Regions from separate parts of the Mus musculus genome. Here all the other regions are linked to region 1. The links are chromatin contacts, called in public ChIA-PET maps. All regions are on one chromosome and are shown on one strand. Each heading gives the region's core, a stretch centred on a gene start, on an enhancer-like site or on the middle of the called end of the contact. The rest is flanking DNA. Distances are from core to core; before and after follow the strand shown.

The links. ChIA-PET counts read pairs in DNA pulled down with a chosen protein or histone mark.
Region 2: an RNA polymerase II ChIA-PET map of memory CD8 T cells shows a contact between it and region 1, with 24 read pairs. The contact joins the promoter of Bcl11b here to the enhancer-like site in region 1. A contact is called at or near these places in 8 of 39 promoter capture datasets (the 3T3-L1 cell line, cranial neural crest, embryonic stem cells and 2 more), 1 of 15 datasets of contacts at CTCF or cohesin (stem cell-derived epiblast-like cells) and 11 of 115 datasets of contacts at active chromatin or transcription factors (the SCID.adh cell line, craniofacial prominence, double positive thymocytes and 8 more).
Region 3: an RNA polymerase II ChIA-PET map of memory CD8 T cells shows a contact between it and region 1, with 13 read pairs. The contact joins two enhancer-like sites. A contact is called at or near these places in 5 of 115 datasets of contacts at active chromatin or transcription factors (double positive thymocytes, embryonic basal ganglia, memory CD8 T cells and 2 more).

Annotation. Positions count from the first base shown.
Region 1 is chr12:107,583,764-107,586,768 of GRCm38.p6, reverse strand. No RefSeq gene overlaps it. Among named protein-coding and RNA genes, the nearest start is that of Gm33236, 65 kb to the left of the region's middle. Within about 2 kb of position 1,483, at least 14 of the 459 cell types and tissues checked have an H3K27ac peak or open chromatin away from gene starts, as enhancers often do. A contact at or near this core is called in memory CD8 T cells, where this site is marked.
Region 2 is chr12:108,001,882-108,004,886 of GRCm38.p6, reverse strand. Bcl11b (B cell leukemia/lymphoma 11B) reads left to right here and starts at 1,473. Exons shown (of 4, transcript NM_001079883.1): 1 at 1,473-1,801. The coding sequence starts at 1,744.
Region 3 is chr12:107,919,879-107,922,883 of GRCm38.p6, reverse strand. All of the region lies in intron 3 of Bcl11b (B cell leukemia/lymphoma 11B), which reads left to right. Among named protein-coding and RNA genes, the nearest start is that of Bcl11b, 82 kb to the left of the region's middle. Within about 2 kb of position 1,468, at least 43 of the 459 cell types and tissues checked have an H3K27ac peak or open chromatin away from gene starts, as enhancers often do. A contact at or near this core is called in memory CD8 T cells, where this site is marked.

The DNA.
Region 1 (3,005 bases), core at 234-2,733:
GCATTCCTTGGCCTTGGGTCTTGACCTGTACAAGAGGGAGAAAGCCAGCTAAGCATAAGCGTTCATCTCTCTCTGCTTCCTGATTGTGGGTGTGATGTGACCCCTACTGCATCAGGTGTAGTGCATACAACAGTCACAGGTATTGGGGGAGCAACTGTAGCAGAAGGCCACAGTCTTGGAATACCTGCAGAGGCCACCATGCAGAGGCTATGTCTCCACTCTCAATAGCAGCTAGCTCCCTTATTCTTCTCCAGTGGTGAACCAGGATGCTGACTCTTTGAAAAGCACCAGGGGCAGAAGCAGACCTGGGCTTCAAATCCTTGTTGCATGACCCATGTCCATCTTAAAACAGTAGATTCATACCCTCCATGGCGAGATGCTCATGCTCAATGGAACTGACATCTGTCTAGGAAAGGGGTTCAGAAAGGGACAGCTTCTAAGTCATATTTATTTCCATCAGAGCACATTTCCAATCAGTAAAATAACAGAACTCCCACAGTGCTTTTACAACTAACCTTTCTCCTGACCCAGCCCCGTGGCAGTAGACACTTTCTGCAAGGTCCAGCACCGCAGTCCATATTTTTGCACTATACCTATGTCTGTGTCCTCTTTTGGTTTTGACCAAGCTGGTGACTCTGAGAAGACCTCCCTGGTTCCTCCAGTTGACTCGTCAGCACTCTCTTCTCCATGGCCTGGTTCCTTCATTAGCATATTTGCCTTGTGGCAGTGACCTGGCAGCTCTGGCTTTACTGCACAGCCGAAGTGACTCATCCATCCTCGCTGACGTATTTAGAGCTATTTTTCTGTATTTCTTTTCCTCCTTTAAATGCGATCTCTGCTGAAAAGACCCCCAGGCATAGAGACAATAACATCATTCATTAAAATATTCAAATAAGCTGCAGCAGCAGTAATGACCAAGATAAAACCTTGAAGCACAAATTGCCTGTAACATAGGCGCCAATTTAGCCAAAGGGGCCTGGAACAATCTGGATTTGGGGTGCGGGCAATGGCTAAATTCTTGTCAATAGAAAGCTCCTTAGATTACCACGAGGCTCCACATTTGCAGGGAAGGCTCACTCTCCTGAAATGTTTCCCAAAGACCACTAATTCCAAGACTTAATACGATCTTTGCTTTTAGTGTCAGGAATATAATTCTTTTAATAAGATTTAAAAAAGAAAAAAGAAATAAAGCCGTTATGATAAAACCGTTTTCACTCAATTATCTGACAAAGGTATCACAAATAATAGTTGTTTTGTATTTTTTTCATAAAAGATTATATTTTGCCATACCTCTGATAGAATCAAGGATTAGAATAAAACAGATTGGATAAGTTTTGTTTGAGAAATAAATCCATTTTGGAAAAAAAAATAGCAACGGTGGGAAGGAATTTTGGAAATCAGATGAGCGAAGCCGTCAGTGAAGGTCAAATGCAGAGCTTTTGATCTTAGGCAAGGAAGTGGTCGGGTTTGACGAGCCCTTGCCTAGTGTGTGGGAAGCCCCGTGTACAGTCTGCGACCAGCATAAACAGAGCTAGATGGCACGCATATATAATCCCTTCACTTGGGAGGTGGAGGCAGGAGGATCAGAAATTCAAGGTCAGCTTTAGTTGTATTTCGAATTTAGGACCAGCCTGTGGTGTGTGAGATGAGACTCTGTATATACAGACTAAGAAACAAGTCTGTAGATGCCCCAAGTCCCACTGGCTGTTTGACCATTGACAAGGGGCTCAGGTCCCAGGTCTGGCAATCTTTACCTGTAAAGTGGGAAAAGAACCACTCCCCCCTCCCCTCAGACCCCTGCATTCCTTAGAGGATGATCAGCCCCAAACCTGAGTAAAGTGGCCCCCTGCAGGATCCCTGTGTCCTTGAGAGGACGGATCCACCCCAAACCCCTTGTTCCCTTCATCTCCCGGCTTTTAAATCTAAGTACTAACATGGGGTTCACCTCCGGAAGACAGGGCAGAGAAGAGAGGAAGCCAGCATGCTTCTCCCCGTTTCTTCACTGTCGCTTCCAGCTGTAGTTATGCTGCGCCCCTCCGTTACTCGAGCTCCCGTCTGAAAGCATTACTGGGTGTCTGTGTCTCACTGGGTACCCTTGGCTCTGATAACGCCACCTTGGTTATTTGTGATGGTGGACTCAATATGGCTCAGATTCCTGGATTCTCTCATTATTCTTTGAGTTAGCTAATAGGTAACCCTGACACATACAATCAGTTCCCAATAATAGACTACCTCCTGTTTACAGCCCCGAAGTGTCTTGCTACCCTAAGTAGATGCCTCCCCAGACCCCCATCCCTCCCTCTTCTTCTATCTCCTTTTCTTCCTCCCGACTCTTTCAGCAGTGTGTGCCTTGTTCCTTCGAATATCCTCAACTTTTGGCTTAGAGCACAAATTAGCTGATTGCCTGGATGAGGTCAACCAATCATTCACAGACGAAATAGCAGTAAGCACGGTTTTAAACGTGCAGTCGCCAAAAAGGGTGTCCTGACTGGCCACCTTTGAAGTGGGGATATCTCAAGCACAGGAGGGGCAGGATTCTATCCAGAATCCTTCATTTGTATCGGCTGAAACCATGCGAAGTTCTACGGTATATTCTATTTTCCTTGCCACCCCACTTTTAAAACCACTGTATAATTCATAAACTATCTGCCTAAATCAATGTTTATCTGGATACCGGGCAAGGAGCCTGCAGTATCTCCACGGAAAACGAATCATTTTTTTTTTATCCTTTGATGAATTTTTATTTATAGGATGCAAACAAGCCAACAAACCCACCCTTCTGTCCCCTCTCTCTGCCCCTCCTTCTCTCTTGAGGGAAAATAAAGATGAATTTCCCCCTCTCCGCCCAAGGTGGATCTGACAAGCTGGTGTGCAGGCTGAGGCATCTGGGGGCTTACCATCAAAAATCCTGTGTAGGAAATGCACTCAGGCCAGGAGAGGATTGTGTCTCTTCTCCTTGGAATCTACAGTGTGAGGATCCCCTGGATGCTGGGGCCTGTGGTTTG
Region 2 (3,005 bases), core at 224-2,723, 420 kb before region 1:
CTGTGAGTCCCAGACTTCTCCCACGTGGAGTGCCCCCCAACCCGTCCCTCTAGCGCGTGCTTCCCAAGGAGACTAGGGTGTGGGGGCGGGGCAGTGCTTGACCCCTAGGAGTTAATGGGGCCCAGAAGGGCGAAGAACCCTTCTGGAATGGGATTCAAACAAAATGTGCCCCCCCCCACTGTGCCCCTCAGTATCATTAATTTTGTTGTTTGAGACGACCAACCCCCAACGGTTTATATGGAGACACTTTTTTGGAAGTTTCTACAAAATGCTCCCCTCTCCAAATAAGTAAAACCAACTGTAACTACTTTTCTAGAGAGTGAAGGAAAACAATTTTATCTGTCGCCTCAGTCTCCCCCAGCCCGTGGTTTCCAGCCCTCTTTCTCGAGTGGGTGGGTTTGGACTTGCTTGGACTCAGTGTACCTCAGTTACTCACACAGCACTCCGCCCCCTTTCTCAGGGAGTCCGGCTCCCGGGGGAGGAAGAGTGAGTGGGGACAAGATTTTATTTTATTTATCCCCCCCCACCCTCTTTTGCGCTACCGGTGCTCGGTGATAAGACCAGCTTACAAAAACAGTAGTTTGCACGTGTGGCCGGCCGGCCTGGGTTGCGGGTGTGCGCACTGGCGAGTGTGTGTGAGTGCGCGCGCGCGTGTCTCGGTGTGTGCTTTCTTGTTCTCTTACAGGGTACAATGTTAAAAAGCCACCGCTAGTCGCCCCCAGTGCTCCGACTCTCTGGGTCTTTTTGTCTCTAGAGCAGATTAAACGTCACGTCCGCACTTGAACTTGAATTTTATCCCATTGTACAGAGGCAGCCCCAGCCACAGAGAGACCGAGAGCTCCCGGAGAACCCGGACTCCGCCATCTTCACGTTGCAATCTATAGCTCCCGTCCACGCCCGCACCGACCCGGGCGCACTGGGCGAGCCGCCCCGCAGCCCCGCTCCCCCTGGGCCCGCGGCGCCGGGCAGCGCTGGGGAGCGCACGCGGGGACCCGCAGCCCCTCCGGCCGGCGCCAGCCTGCCAGGTGACCCGGGAAGGAGCCGCTCCCGGAGTCCCCCAGAGCCTCGGAGGGGTCAGCCTCCGAGAAAGAAAAAAAGCAGGCAGCGCGCAGAAAACCCAGAAAGAGCCGAACCAAGGCAGCTTTTCATTGCTTTTGGGTTTTTGAGGGGGCGGGGTGAGGGGGTACGAGACAAGTCCCCAAGTTTTCTTTGCCTTTTTTTTTTTTTTGGCTTTTTTGAAATTTGTTTGCATTTTTTCCTCCCCCCTCCCCTTGGGTGGAAGTGCGCGTTCCACCTACCAGACCCCGAAAGAAAAGTGTCAGAGGCCGGTGCAAAACCCGGCGTAACTTCAAGAAGACATTTACAAGTCTAAGAGGCCAAGCACTTTGAAGAAGTGTGAGAGATATTTTTCCTCCAAAAGAATATATTTTTAAAGAAACCGGCCAGCCAGCGGCGAGCAACAGCAGTTTTATAATTTATTTTAGCCTTTTCTCTATTTTAGAGCAAGCCATCTTCCTGGCTTTTTCTTCTTTCTTTTTGCAAAAACAAAAACAAAAACACAGCCCAGAAGAAAGAGCAAAATAAAGACGAAGAAGAAGAAGAGGAGGAGGAAGAGGAAGAGAGGAAGGGCAGAGGCACCAACCCGGGCGGAGGAGGAGGCGCGGCGGCGGCGGCGGCTCAGACCCCCTCCCCGGCCCGCATCTGTGCAGCTTTCCGGGCGATGCCAGAATAGATGCCGGGGCAATGTCCCGCCGCAAACAGGGCAACCCGCAGCACTTGTCCCAGAGGGAACTCATCACGCGTAAGTGTCTGCCGCACGCGCGAAGGGCCGGCGGCTGGGGCTCCGGGCGCCCGGGGCTGGGGACACCAACCCGGGAGCAGCGGCCGAGCGTGGGGTTCTGGGAAAGTTTCTCTGCAGCCGGGGGCAGCCGCCGCGGGCTCCGGGCCGGGGAGGGGGCGCGCGGGCTTGCAGGCGGCTGTGCGCGCCGAGCCCGGCCGGACGCTCGGCCCTCCAAGCGGCGTGTGTGGCGGCGGCGGCGCTGGTGGCGGGGTTTGGAGAGGAGGGGGAGGGGGCCGAGGAGTGGAGGGGGAGGGGGAGCCGGGAAAAGTTGGCGAGCGCGTGGGTCCGCGCTCGGAGGAGCGGGCGGACGGAGCCCCGAGAGCGCCCTGGACCCAGGGACCCGCAGGGGAAAGGGATGGCCGCGGGCTTCGGGTTCCCGGTCGCTGCGCCCCGCCAGGCTGGGCGCCGACCGCGCCGCTGCTAGGATTCCGAAGCCGCCGTCCCCTCCCCTCCTCTCGCTATTTGCAAAAGAATCCAGCTGCGCAGCTGTTTGCTGTGCTGGAGCACCCCCTCCTCATTTCCCCACCTCCGTCTCCTGGGACGGTCTTGTCTTCTTTCCCCCCCCAACTCAAAAAAAAAAAAAAGGTGTGGGGGGGAGGTTTTGGGTTGGTGAAAAAAAAATCCCCGCCACGAGTTAACAAAAAAGTCATGAGTGGGGAAAAAAAAGGGATGCTCTTATAACAGTAAAAATGAAGAGAAAGAAAAAGGAAGGGGAGAAAATACCTATCATCCTCTTATCCATCTTTCTATCTCTGTATCTTTCATCTTCCCATCTAAATAAACAAGGCAGGTCGCGGTGCAAATCCGCCGGATTTCAAGCAAGTGGAGGGGCTTGCAAAGTCAGGCAGCAGGGCAGACTCTCAGCAGCTTCCACCGCCCCAGCTGGGTTCATTTAGAAAAGAAAACGCCAGCGCGAGCCGCGCAGGTACACAGTTCTCCCAGAGCCAGCCGGGTACCCGCGCTGCCACCGGCGAGGTCGGCTTGCAGAGCTCTGGGAAGCCCCGGCCGCAGCCTGCGCGAGTCTCTCCCCCGCGGGTTTTTTTTTTTTTTTTGGTCGCGGTTGCTTTTTATTTATTAAATTTTTTATTGCAATAGAAATAAAATTTCCTCTGGGTGCCATCGAGACCTCAGGCAGGTTGTAATCTTGCAATCCTTCGCTCACCTC
Region 3 (3,005 bases), core at 219-2,718, 340 kb before region 1:
TTTCTTACCGTCTGTCGCTACCTCTGCTCTACTTTCTGCCTCCCAGAGCTGAGGTCCGAGTGATGACTTGGGTACCAGCAGGATGCTTATGGATTTGTAGATGGCTATAAGTGCTCAAGGAGCCCCGGTTGACATTTTCTCTGTGACATTGTGAAAGATGTTTTTAGTTTTTGTTTTTGTTTTTGTTTTTATTTTATTTTATTTTATTTTTTGAGTGCTGGAAGATATGGGGATTGGCAAGTACTCTATCACTGGGACGCTGAAATACACCTCCAGCCGGAGGGGGGGCAGTTTAATTTAATTTAATTTTTAGATTCATTTGTATTTTATTCTGTGTGTATGGGTGTTTTGCCTGCTTGTGTGTTTGTGTGGCATGTGCATACCACGCCTACAGAACCCAGAAGAAAGCATCAGATCTGCTAGATCTGAACTTACAGACAGATAGCTGTGACCTGCTGCGCGGATGCTGGGAACGGAACCAGCGTCCTATGAAAGAGCAATCAATGCTCTTCACCGCTGAGCCACCTCTCCAGCCCCATGGGGAGGGGGACAGTTTTTAAGTGAACATGAGATGTACTTGTCACCTGAATAATGGTTGTACTGGTTGTCATCATGAAACTGTGGAGAGAGCACTCTTAGCAGTTATAGGGGGTGTGCGTCTCAGGGGTTGGGGTGGGGTTTAAGTGATGAAGCAAGACAAGACCAGCCTTCTGTTTGGGTTCGGGGTGAGGAGGATCACTGTGAGACACCCAGGGGTACCAATTACTGTCCCAGGTTCAGCCACCTCACTGCCATGTGGTCCCTTCACTAGGTCTCCCAAGCAGCATATGTCACCAATATGCTTTTTGGCTCTGTAAAATGACTCCCGTATTCCACCCTAGAGTGAATGCCTGCCACAGGGTAGACATAATGGGAGACTGTCCAGGGACAATCAGTGGCCTTCCATGAGAGGGCACTGTCAACATGGAACCATTGACAATGTGACACACGCAGGGAGGCCTGGGAAGGTGGTGATGGCACGGTGATTCTCTAAACTGCTGTCCCCGTGGTCTAGCATGATCATGTGATCATGATCCTCACTTGGCTTCCCTCAGAGGTGTTAGTGAACAAGGGTGACATGAGCTGAGGTAGCGATAATGCTGAGTGAGCCGTGCAGTGCTTTGTGGTTTACTGAGGAGCCCGGGCGGCCCAGACCAGTTCCCCTGCTTGATCAGAGGTGTCCTTTAACATTTGCTGCTTTTGAGTCAAGCTACATTACTCTTCTTCCAGGCCTTAAACCAAAAGGCATCCCTGAAACACTCAGAGCCACATACAAGGATGGGTAACAAACCCGCAGTATATAACACCTACTGCCACATTTATACAGCAGTGAGCGGTGGATAGAGGGAGGACCTCACAGTCCCCAGGCCAAGTAGGAAGCAAGGCTCAGAGAGGTGACATCTCATGTTTGGCTACACCCTTTAGAGATCAAGTTCCAAGTGTTCAGTGATGCTCCTATGGGGGGTGGGGAGTCTTGTCAGAAGAGATCTGGGGTAGGAGTCTGCGTTTGAAACTCCTCAGACAACATACTGAAAGAACAAAGAAGGCTCAGTGTGTGTTCTAAAGATCTATGAAAGTAAGGAGGGAGGAAGCAAGAAAAGACACCGCAGGGCCCTCTCTGGGTTCTGAGCTGCCCCGTGTGATTTAGTGAGACAAACGCAACTGACATTTCTAGGTCTGTAGGCCAGGATTGGTGCTTCTGAAGTCATTTGGACCCAGCAGTTAGCATCATTAGCTGCAGCCGCTACAGCAGTGTAAGGCTAGTGGACCCTGTCCCAGCCATTAGCAAAGCAGCCACCGCCCACTGCAGGGCACGCACTGGGCCACCTGCGTGCAGGTATCTCTCTGAGTTCGATGCAGCAAGGACGGGTTTGGGATGAGCTAAGCAAGCCCTGAGTCTGACGCAACCTGCTGTCTAAGGCTCTTCTTGTCTAAAAGCAAGCCATCTGTGCCTGTGCTGTGTCTATAAAATACTTATTCAGTTCCTGAATAGAAAGACGTTCCAAGTGGCTCGCCAGAGACTCTCTGACGTTGTTTAGTTCTTAAAAGTGAGCAGCCCCATACTCAGGGCTATTTGTAGGCGAGAGAGAGCCATGAGGTCGTCACATGTAAACGAACATTTTATTTTAAAAAAGAAGGGGGTGGCTGGAAAGAGAGTTGTCAAGGGAGGGCCTTCAAGGGCTGGGGGATTTATTTTTTCTTTCTGTCAGGTACTGGGGGAGGCTGCTGCCTATAGTGAGTGAAGCCTAGAGTTCTGTAGAGGGACACTTAGGGGCTCTGATGAAGATAGCTCTCACCCCAGGGTGACAAGTGGCCCTGAAATCTGACCGGACAAGTAGTCAGCCCCCTTTCTCCTCACAGTTTAACTATGGAGGTGACATCTGGGTTCTAGAGCATGCAGGTCAGAATATGTGTGCCCTTCTCTCTGCTTTTCTAAAACATGGAATCGGTTATGGCTACCTAGTTACATAGTCTGCTTTGGACTTCGGTATTTGTTGGATAGAACAGTCTAGAAAAACATGTGGCCACCAGATAAAGAGACAGGAAGTACTTCAGAGCAACTCAAGGAAATGGAGATGCTGAGAAGAGATGGGCCCCAACTTAAGAACACCCCAGATCTCAGCAACCATCCTCTGTAAATCCATTACTTAGAATGGCTGGGGCCCAGAGAAGGGTACAGAAACACCTTTAATTTGATATGTGACCTCCTAGGACATGGTACTTCATTTGTGTTGATAGCTCCAATGTGTCTGAAAGGGACTTGTATTTACCTTCTTAAGAAACACATACACACACACACACACACACACACACACACACACACACACACACACACGATGTGAGGAAGAGTCTGAACCTGTCTTCTGGCCAGCATTAGCTAATAAGCTGAGTATGGAGCAGTCAGGGCTTTGGAGAGGCACGGCTCCTGTTAGCCTAACAGTCTAGTCACAAGCATCGTGGCTACC